Linked DNA regions of Sus scrofa: region 1 is linked to region 2. A link is a contact called in public Hi-C data. All regions are on one chromosome and are shown on one strand. Each heading gives the region's core, a stretch centred on a gene start, on an enhancer-like site or on the middle of the called end of the contact. The rest is flanking DNA. Distances are from core to core; before and after follow the strand shown.

Region 1 (4,972 bases), core at 1,265-3,764, 430 kb before region 2:
TGCGGACGCATTCTGAGTCAGGAGAGCACTGGGTGAAAGACTCTCTGAGAGATGAACTGATTTTTCTAAGAACGGGCACGTCTTCTCTGACTTATTAACATAGATGGCTGTTAATAAGGCTCTATTCTGCCAAGGAACAGTCTTCATGGACGCTCCGGAGCCCCTTCAGGCCCGAGGGTCTTGGGCTCACACACCAGCCCGCTCACGTCGAGGTTCCCACCTGCCCGCACGGCTCATCAGGCCCAGCCCCGCCTCCCAGACCCTCGGGGTCCTCCTAGTGAGCGATGGGGCTCGGGACCTGCACCAGGAAGGGCCAGTCACCGCCGAGAGGACCCTGGCGTCACACCGTCCGGGACAGTCCGGTGCTGTGGGTTCCCCCAGCTCAGCCGGTGTGTACGCGTGCTCGGCGTGGTGAGCAAAGTCACTCCCTGTTCACGTCTCTTTACACTGGAAATGGTATTTCTTGCTGTAACATAGCCGCCCAGTTTTTCAGTCTGTCAGGGTTCACCTTCTCTCTGGAAAGAAACTGCTTCCCTTTAAATTCCATGTGCCACTAATAAAATGTATTTTGAAAGAATAACAGTGTGGGTAGGAGTCGCTGTTGACAGAGCCCAGAATGTACGCGAGCTGCCTGCGTCTGTCCGTCCAGACGGGGGCTTGTCAGAGAGGCCTCGCAGCCCGAGGGCAGAGCGCGGATGTGAGCTGACGTCCTGCCTCAGGGCGTACATGTGAGAGTTTGCAGAAGAAGCGAGTGTTTTTCTGGATGTGTGAAGGCAGAAGGCAAACCAGCATTTCGAGAAGCAGCGGGGCGGACAGACCGGACTTCTCGCCATGACGGCGGCCCAGTCCGAGCCCCCGTCCCGGGACCTCCCCGGCTGCCCTGAGCCCAGGAGAAAGAGATGCCCCTTGGAGGCAGAACGGAGTTTGAGTCCTGCCTCTCCCCACGGCCTGGGGGACCCTGGGCAGGTTAACATCGGAGAACCTTGTCATCTAAAAACAGATCACCCTGGAGAGAAAATGAAAATAAAGGACGACGGCCCGCTGTTCATCTTTGTAGTCTCTGGACCACGGAGAACGCGCGGCCAGGCCCAGAAGGAGGTTCTGCGGTTGGGTCCTTGAAAGCTTCAGATGCAACAACCATCCTTGGAAATGAGGACCGTGTTGGCAGATGGGGTCACTTGCTGGGGCTGCCAGCAGCAAAGTAGCACCGGCAGTGGCGTACACGCCAGACGCTTCACTGCTCACGGTTCTGGAGGCCGGCAGTCCCAGGTCCAGGTGTCCGTGGGGTGGCTCCCGGGCCGCGTTCCTTGGCCGCCACATGGCTGCCTTCTGCGGCCTCATGCCTTTTCTGTATGTGTGTCTGTGGCTCAGTTTCCTCCTAAGGACACCAGTCAGCCGGAATCAAGGCCACCTAACCACTCCCTTTTCATGCCAGCTTCTCTTCAGAGGCCCTGTCTCCAAATACCTGGGGGTTGGGGCTTCAACATGGGGGTTCTTGGAGTTCCCATTGTGACACAGAGAAAATGAATCAAACTATTATCCATGAGGATGCCGGTTCAATCCCTGGCTTCGATCTGTGGGTTGGGGACCTGGCGTTGCTGTGGCTGTGAAATAGGCCAGGAGCAGCAGCTCTGATTCGACCCCTAGCCTGGGAACCCCCATATGCTGCGGGTGTGGCCCTAAAAAGCAAAAAAAAGGAAAAGAAATGGAGGTTCTGGGGGCACACATTCAGCCCCAACAGGAAGTGAAGCAGAACTACATTAGGGGTTGGTTTTGGGGGGCAGGGAGGAATGGACTGAGGGTTCAGGATGGAGAGATTCTAAAATTGGGTTGTGGCGATGCTTATACAACTGTGAATATAATAAAAATTCATTGAATTAAAATAGAGGTTGGAGGAGTTCCTGTCGTGGCTCAGTGGTTAACGAATCCAACTAGGAACCATGAGGTTGCAGGCTCGATCCCTGGCCTTCCTCAGTGAGTTAAGGATCCAGTGTTGCTGTGAGCTGTGGCAAGTCTGTAGATCACAGACTTGGCTCAGATCTGGCATTGCTGTGGCTGTGGCATAGGCCGCCGGCCACAGCTCTGATTAGACCTCTAGCCTGGGGACCTCCATGTGCCAAGGATGTAGCTCTAGAAAGAGATCAAAAAAAAAAAAAATAGGGGTTGGAAAGGGAGAGACCTTTGGAGAAGTATCCGTTACCGAGGAGATAAGGAAGAAGGAAGAATGAGGGGGCGAGGCCTGATTTTGAGATTATCGTTTTATTCACAAGGGAAGTGGTTCTGGTCACCAGAGGCCACTGGAAGCTCAGCCCAGCTCGGCCACCTGCCCCCTGGTTAAGGAAGGTCCCCCAGCCCCTGTGCGCCAGCTAAGGACCTGGGTTCCCTGAACGACCACCTCCACTAGCCCGGATTCCCGAACGTGGAGACCACGTATGGGCCCCTCTTACCCCACACGCCGTCCAGAGGCGGCTCCCTAACTGCCCAGCAGATAAAGGAGTAAGACGGGATCTGAAGGAGTCTTCTGTCACTTCTGTGCCACAAGAGGGCAGCAGAGCACACAAAGTCCAGCGGACTCCGGCTCAAAACAATCTACTCAGAAATTTTGGAACCACAAGAGGCTTCCTGTTCTTGACTTTAATTTTCATCTAAATAATACGATCAGTTTTAGAGAACAGATGTCCAGAAAAACAAATACAAATTCCTCCAAGAACCCATCATAATCAGCCCCATCGCTGACTTTTAAAAACAGTGCATGGAATTCCTTCCCGTCGTGGCTCAGCAGAAACGAATCTGACTAGTATCCATAAGGACACAGGTTCAATCCCTGGCCTTGCTCAGCGGATCAAGGATCCGGCGTTGCCGTGAGCTGTGGTGTAGGTCGCAGATGCAGCTCAGATCCCACATTGCTGTGGCTCTGGTGTAGGCCAGCAGCTACAGCTCCAGTTCAGCCCATAGCCTGGGAACCTCCCTATGCCATGAGTGCAGCCCCAGAAAGACAAAAATAAACAGAAAATAAAAACAGCGCCACCTGCTCTGCACCTGCTGGCAGGTGTCGGGGCCCAAGGCAAGCACAGCCAGGCAGCCCCAGATCTGCCCCCTGGCCACACCTTCCAGCCAGGAAGAGAACTAGATCAGCTTTGCCCTAAACTGGCCGAAACAGTGGGATGATGAGCAAGTTGGTGGCCCGGAGCTGAGCAGGTGTCTGCTCACCTGCTGAGCTGGAAGGAACAGTCCTGGGAAAGAAAGGCCTTAACCTTGCAGCTGTTGGACGATAAACATTTTTTCCAAATAGCATCCTTTCTAGATGTGTTCCTCGCTAGATTATAGAGCCTGAGGACAGAACGGGCTGTGTGGCCCTCTCCTGAAGTGGATGGCATGGGAAAATTGCCGGGGGGGGACACTGTCCTTCCTGCTCCACCTTCTGCCTTCTCCCTCCCACTGCATCGGGGAGGCAGCTCAGGGGAGCAGGGACCTGTCACCGCAACGCTCCCACGGAGGAGAGAGCCCTGTGTAGGAGCGACCCAGGAAGGAATGGGGCTGGGCTGAAGGACAGAAGCAAAACCAGGTCAAGGAATGGTGCCAGGAGAGGCCTGGCCGGGGGTGGTACAGGGGCCCAGCAGTGGTTCCATCCATGGGATGCCATTAAATGGGCAGGCCACCGTCTATCTCGGCCGCCCACCATGCAGGACCCGGAAGGGTTGAGCCACCATCAAACAGCTGGTCTCTCGTGAGAGGCCCACATGCCAGGGGAGGCCCGGCAACCTCTCCGCCCTCCTGAAAGAGGAAATAAGGCCCAGAGAAACGGGTTTCCCAGGGCAGTAAATGTGGTTTATCTCAGCCTCTCTGATCCCAAATCCTCTGTCTCTCAGTGTCCTTATCACTTTGGGCTCCAATGTAGGTCTGGATGGTCCCACAGGCCCTCCAGGTGAGAAGCAGGAAAAAAAAAAAAAAAAATCATGTTTAACAACTTTATCTTTCAAATTCTGCTTTTTTTTTTCACCCAACCCACTATTAAAATGGAGTTAGACTTTTTCATACACGGAGAGGTTTGGACCATGCCTGGGCTGGATCGGGAGAGAACCCCCGGGCTGGGATTCTTTTTTTTTTTAATATATATATTAATCACTCATCGTCTCAGAGTCAACTCTGTTTTTGACTCTGCAGTTATCAGAACTTCCTGGATCCTGGACCAAACTCGGATGGGGTTCAGGTTCTAAGCCGAGGCTGGGAGCAAAGGCTCAGAGAGGCTGGTTCTTCCATCCTCTTTGACCTTGGCTCCGTTCATGACTCAGGCAGCCCCAGGGTTGCTATCTTGCAGGGTAGCGATTTTTACTAAACATACTTTAATTAAAAAGACGCTTTTAATACAAGGGGTGTATGTGCATTGTAGATGCTGGAAAACGTTGACAAAGAAATTTTTTTTAAGTGTGAGAAAACACAGATCCACAAAAATAAGGGGAAAAAAATGTCCCAGCACCCAGTCCATATCACTATTAATGCCCATCGGTATTTTCTCCAAAATGAGTTCAGTGCACACATCCTTTTTTAAATGCTTTTTCAGTTAATAATCCGCTTTTCCATGTCAATAAATGTTCACCTTTCATAATAGCCAACATTCAAATTTCTCCAGTTTTCTCAAAACACATCACCAACAGCAGGTTTCTCCCCATCCTGCCCCCTGCCTGGATGGTGGTTGTGCCCCGTGGTCTCTGCCCCGTTTTGAACAGCTCTGACTTGTTGGATGGTTAGGGCCCAGTGCCCAGCCTGGCTGCCAGGCTGCCTGGGACAACATGAGCATTGGGTGAGCATCTGTCACAGGCGCCTCCATCTCAAGCACAGGGGCCCCACCTGCAGCAGTGCCAGCCGTGGGAGCAGGCCTGGGTGCAAGGTTTGGAGAGGGAAGTGCCAGAGCACGAGGCCCCACCCAGAAATTTGGCAAAGCGTGACTCGGGGAGTCACGAGCAGATGGGGA
Region 2 (4,343 bases), core at 963-3,462:
CTTGTCTTGAAAATGAAAGGACATGAAATGAAAAATGAAATAATGAAAAAATAGGACATGAATTGTAGAAGAGATAGGTGCAGATGGATAGAAAGTAATTCTTTGGGGGCAGCTGGGAAACACTCATTTGAGCTAGGTCTTGAATGCATCAGAGCTCATGAGGCAGAAGGGCAGAACAGGAAGGGCAGAACCCAGAGGGAATGTCAGGTACAAAGATACAGAGGCCTGGAGTTCCCGTCGTGGCTCAATGGTAAGGAACCTGACTAGTATCCATGAGGACTCGGGTTCCATCCCTGGCCTTGCTCAGTGGGTTAAAGGATCTGGCATTGCCGTGAGCTGTGCCATAGGTCGTAGACGTGGCCCAGATCAGGCTTGGCTGTGGCTGTGGCTGTGGCGGGCCACTGTAGCTCTGATTTGACTCCTAGCCTGGGAACTTCTACATGCCCTGGTGTGGTCCTAAAAAGACCAAAAAAAAAAAAAAAAAAAAAAAAAAAAAAGATAAAGCTGGGTGTGCTATGGGACTGACACGTGTGTGAAAGCTGATGTCGCTGGAGGGTAGTCCCTGTGGCAGGTGTGGTGGGTGATAAATTCGGGGAGGTATGTTATTAGCTTCTGCACTGCATACAGAAAGGATTGTTTTCATCTTACTGGAGCCGTGAGGGGTCTGCGAGTGAGATACTGTGTTCCTGGGGGTGTTGTGTTGCACCATCTCAAGGAGGACGTCTGACCCCACAGCTTTTTTTTTAACTCTGAGCTTTCGTGCTGGTGATAACGTCTGTTCAGAGCCCCTGGTTGGTATTTATTTAGCACTCGCAGGCCACTTTGGACTTCTTATCATCACTGAACACAAGTCTGAACTCCAGCCTCTACCGGCCTGCCCGCCTCCCTCTAGGACCTGGTTCTGGCTTTCCTGGGTGGGAGATGGGGGTGGGCTCTGGTATAAAGGGAAGGGAATGGCAAAGGATGAGCCTTTCACCCTCTCAGCTCTCCTCGGGCACCCCTTTCTGTCTACTCTTTCTTCAGATCTTGGCTTCTGCTTTCTTCCAAACACACAGCTCTCTTGGCTTCCAGCCCAGGGTGAAAGAACTTTCTTTCCTCAGCTCCTCTCTGAGAATAACCCAACTGGCACTGCTCAGGAACAAGAAGTTCCTGAGAGCGTTGGCACCTAAGGGTGTTGATGTCTGGCAGTCCCTGCTGTGAACCTCACCTCACTCTCAATCCAAGGACCTCCGTGGCCCTTTCAAGGCCTCTGCAGTAACAGCTGCCTCCAGAGCCTGGCATGGTGAAGTAATTGAGAGGAAAGAGAACCATGGCAGCCTGGGGAGATCGGGCTAATCTGTGGGAGGCCCTGCAGGAAGGCAACGAGTCTGGCCATGGCATCTTCTGATCTGATGTAAAGAAAAGGTGGAAGCCTCTTGCTGAGGCCCAGCCCTGGAATGCTGAGTCAGCCCCAAGGTTGCCTATCAGTCTCTTCTCGCACCCCGACATGCTGGCGCCAGAAATTGGGGGTGGGGTAAATCGGGGAGTGTCAGCCATTCTCCTGTCCAAACAGATTCATCTTGAAAAATACCATGGAGAAGGCTCGATTAGGGGTAATTCAATTAGAGTTAATAAAGCAGCGAACTGTAGTGGGTGCTCCATAAATAGCTGCCGAATGACGAATTACTTGAACGAAATTCAGAATGTCTTGAAGGACACGTGGGAGTGAGCCCTGCGGGGAAGCGAAGGTTTAGCGCCAAGTCCCAGAAGGCCCGAGAAGACAAGGTCTGGTGGGGGCAAGGGCGGAGGGGCCGCTGGCAGAGTGCAGATGGCCACCGGAGTTGGGAAGAGCAGGCGGTGGGGTGAACTCTGGGCTAGGAGTAAATGGAAGATGGTGTCCAGGGCTGTCGCCAACCTTCGGAGTGGGTGAGAAGGGCTGGATGTCGCCTACAGGCTCACTTTCCAACGGAGAGAGGGGCCAGCGGGGACCGGGGCACTGGACCAACCACACTCACCCACCTCGAGGTGGCCCTGCCCAGCATTCTTGGTGTCCAGGTCGAAGGAACCTTAGGGGTAGGCGGTTCGAGATGAGGAACTGGACTTGACAGCAGTTGGAGGCGAGTTCCTATCATTCCCTAGGCCGCCCCCCACCCCTCCCTTTCAGTCCCCGGAAGAGCAGTCCCGCAGGTTCCACTTTAAGGGGCGGGCCGGGGCGGGGCTCCCCTGCCCAGTCGTCGGGCCGGGACAGCCTCGCCGCAGACGTTGTGGCGGAAGCTGCGCGGAATCCAGCCGCCTTGGGAGGCCGTTCTGGGACCGGGAGGTCCGGGCAGGTAGGCGTCCAGCCGCTCGCTGACCGAAGGCTGCGTCGTGTCGCCGGTTCTGCAGGCACCATGAGCCAGGACACCGAGGTGGACATGAAGGAAGTGGAGCTGAACGAGCTGGAACCCGAGAAGCAGCCGATGAACGCGGCGTCTGGGGCAGCCGTGGTCGTGTCGGGCGGCCCCGAGAAGAATGGTCTGGTGAAGATTAAGGTGGCCGACGATGAGGCAGACGCGGCAGCAGCCAAGTTCACGGGCCTGTCTAAAGAGGAGCTGCTGAAGGTGGCGGGAAGCCCCGGCTGGGTGCGCACCCGCTGGGCGCTGCTGCTGCTCTTTTGGCTCGGCTGGCTGGGTATGCTGGCGGGCGCCGTGGTCATCATCGTGCAGGCGCCACGCTGCCGCGAGCTGCCCGCGCAGAGCTGGTGGCACAAGGGCGCCCTCTACCGCATTGGCGACCTTCAGGCTTTCCAGGGCCGCGACGCGGGAGACCTAGCGAGTGAGTTCAGGGCTCCCCCATCCCCTGCCCGGCGCTCCCCTGGTTTTACTGGTCACTGTCCTTAGATTGATTGCTACGGTTTTCTTCCCTACCCGGGACCCGCGACCGCTCCCGGGGACGTAGCTCCTTCCTTCCTTTGAAGGCCACCCCCCCCCACTCCCTCTTTCCCGAGGGCGGCTGACTCAGCATCCTGCCCCCCCGCGGCGCCAGTTGCCTGTCGCAGCAGGTTTCTGAAGCAACGTGGTAGGCTTCTTACATCAGCATCTCTGTCTCGTGATCCAGCCTCACCCCCAACACTTAGTTGGAGAGAATGGGACGATCAGGGGCCTCGGAAGAGGCCTCACTGTAACTCTGCTTCTCCATTTCAGGCCTGAAGGGGCATCTTGATTACTTGAGCACCCTGAAGGTGAAAGGTTTTGTGCTGGGCCCAATTCACAAGCACCAGAAGGATGACCTCGCAGGCACCGACTTGGAACAGATCGACCCCGCTTTCGGTTCTAAGGAAGATTTTGACAGTCTCCTGCAATCGGCCAAGAAAAAGAGTGGGTGTCCTAGAGTTGGAAAGAAAGCAGCTAGGAAGGGCTGGGCCTTTTGGCCAGAGCAAAGGGAGGATAGGGTTTTTATCTGGTTTAGTCAGTTTATGATCTGACTGGCTCAGAGTTTTCCTAGGGAGGGCACAGGGGAGGTTTGTCAGGCTTCAGCCTTAAATGGGTTTGTCAAATGGTTCAGAGAGGAAGTAACTGGCTGTGCAATTCTTTAACTTCTGGGCTTCAGGGCCCTTATTTGCAAAATGTAGGCTTTTGCTAAATCAGTGGTTTTAAAACTTGTAAAAGAGTGAAGCCTTTTGGAAAAAAAAAAAAATCCAAGTAGAATCTTGTGTTACCTGTAAAAGGGTTTGCTTTGAGGGTGAGGAGCTCAGGCTTCTCTATTACACGCCATTCCTGCCCCCCACTTGCTGACATTTCTGTTTCCATGGAATGAGTTTCGCCAGGGTTCAAATCTGAGCCTTTGTACCAAGTAGTGCCTCGGAAGTACTCTACTGACTTGTATTTGTTGATTTCCACTTTTCCCGTCACTGCAAAGTCTTTCTCACACCTGCCTCTTCTCCCGTTGTACTAGGCATCCGGGTCATTCTAGACCTCACTCCCAACTATAAGGGCCAGAACTCATGGTTCGACTCCACTCAGGTGGACACTGTGGCTGCCAAGATGAAGGTGAGCGCCTTGGTACCAATGGCAGGTGGGAACTGCATACTGGGGCTTGATTGGTGCTTTCATAGCAAGTTCTGTAAATGCAGCCCTGCACCAGCCAAGGAACTGCTTGCTGCTTCCACAGGCAGAAGGATAGGCCAGCAGGGCACCCCGGTTCTTGTTGGTTCTTTCTCTGACCACTCATTTTCCTTGTTTCCCTGACTCTGAGGTTGACAGCGCAAGAAAGGGAATTTCTCAGATGTGAATTTTCTTCCTTTTGGGAGAGGAAGCCTTTTCTCTGTGGGAATCCTGTCCTGTCTGGTTTCCCATTTCTTATTTATGTGTTTTGGAGTGGGTCCC

Evidence for each region. A called contact is a pair of places that touch in the nucleus more often than the background predicts.
Region 1: a Hi-C map of subcutaneous adipose tissue shows a contact between it and region 2, with 2.3 times the contacts expected there. The contact joins two enhancer-like sites. A contact is called at or near these places in 6 of 47 Hi-C or Micro-C datasets (embryonic fibroblasts, heart right ventricle, mesenteric adipose tissue and 3 more) and 2 of 2 datasets of contacts at active chromatin or transcription factors (alveolar macrophages and skeletal muscle).

What each region holds. Positions count from the first base shown.
Region 1 is chr2:9,323,868-9,328,839 of Sscrofa11.1, reverse strand. ASRGL1 (isoaspartyl peptidase/L-asparaginase) reads left to right here. Exons shown (of 7, transcript XM_005660800.3): 7 at 1-580. LOC106509330 (a long non-coding RNA gene) reads right to left here. Exons shown (of 2, transcript XR_001306766.2): 2 at 3,988-4,972. Among named protein-coding and RNA genes, the nearest start is that of SCGB1A1, 24 kb to the right of the region's middle. Within about 2 kb of position 2,514, at least 13 of the 83 cell types and tissues checked have an H3K27ac peak or open chromatin away from gene starts, as enhancers often do. A contact at or near this core is called in retroperitoneal adipose tissue and subcutaneous adipose tissue, where this site is marked.
Region 2 is chr2:8,897,275-8,901,617 of Sscrofa11.1, reverse strand. SLC3A2 (4F2 cell-surface antigen heavy chain) reads left to right here. Exons shown (of 11, transcript XM_003353809.4): 2 at 2,365-2,793; 3 at 3,162-3,335; 4 at 3,913-4,007. Among named protein-coding and RNA genes, the nearest start is that of SLC3A2, 20 kb to the left of the region's middle. Within about 2 kb of position 2,212, at least 75 of the 83 cell types and tissues checked have an H3K27ac peak or open chromatin away from gene starts, as enhancers often do. A contact at or near this core is called in retroperitoneal adipose tissue and subcutaneous adipose tissue, where this site is marked.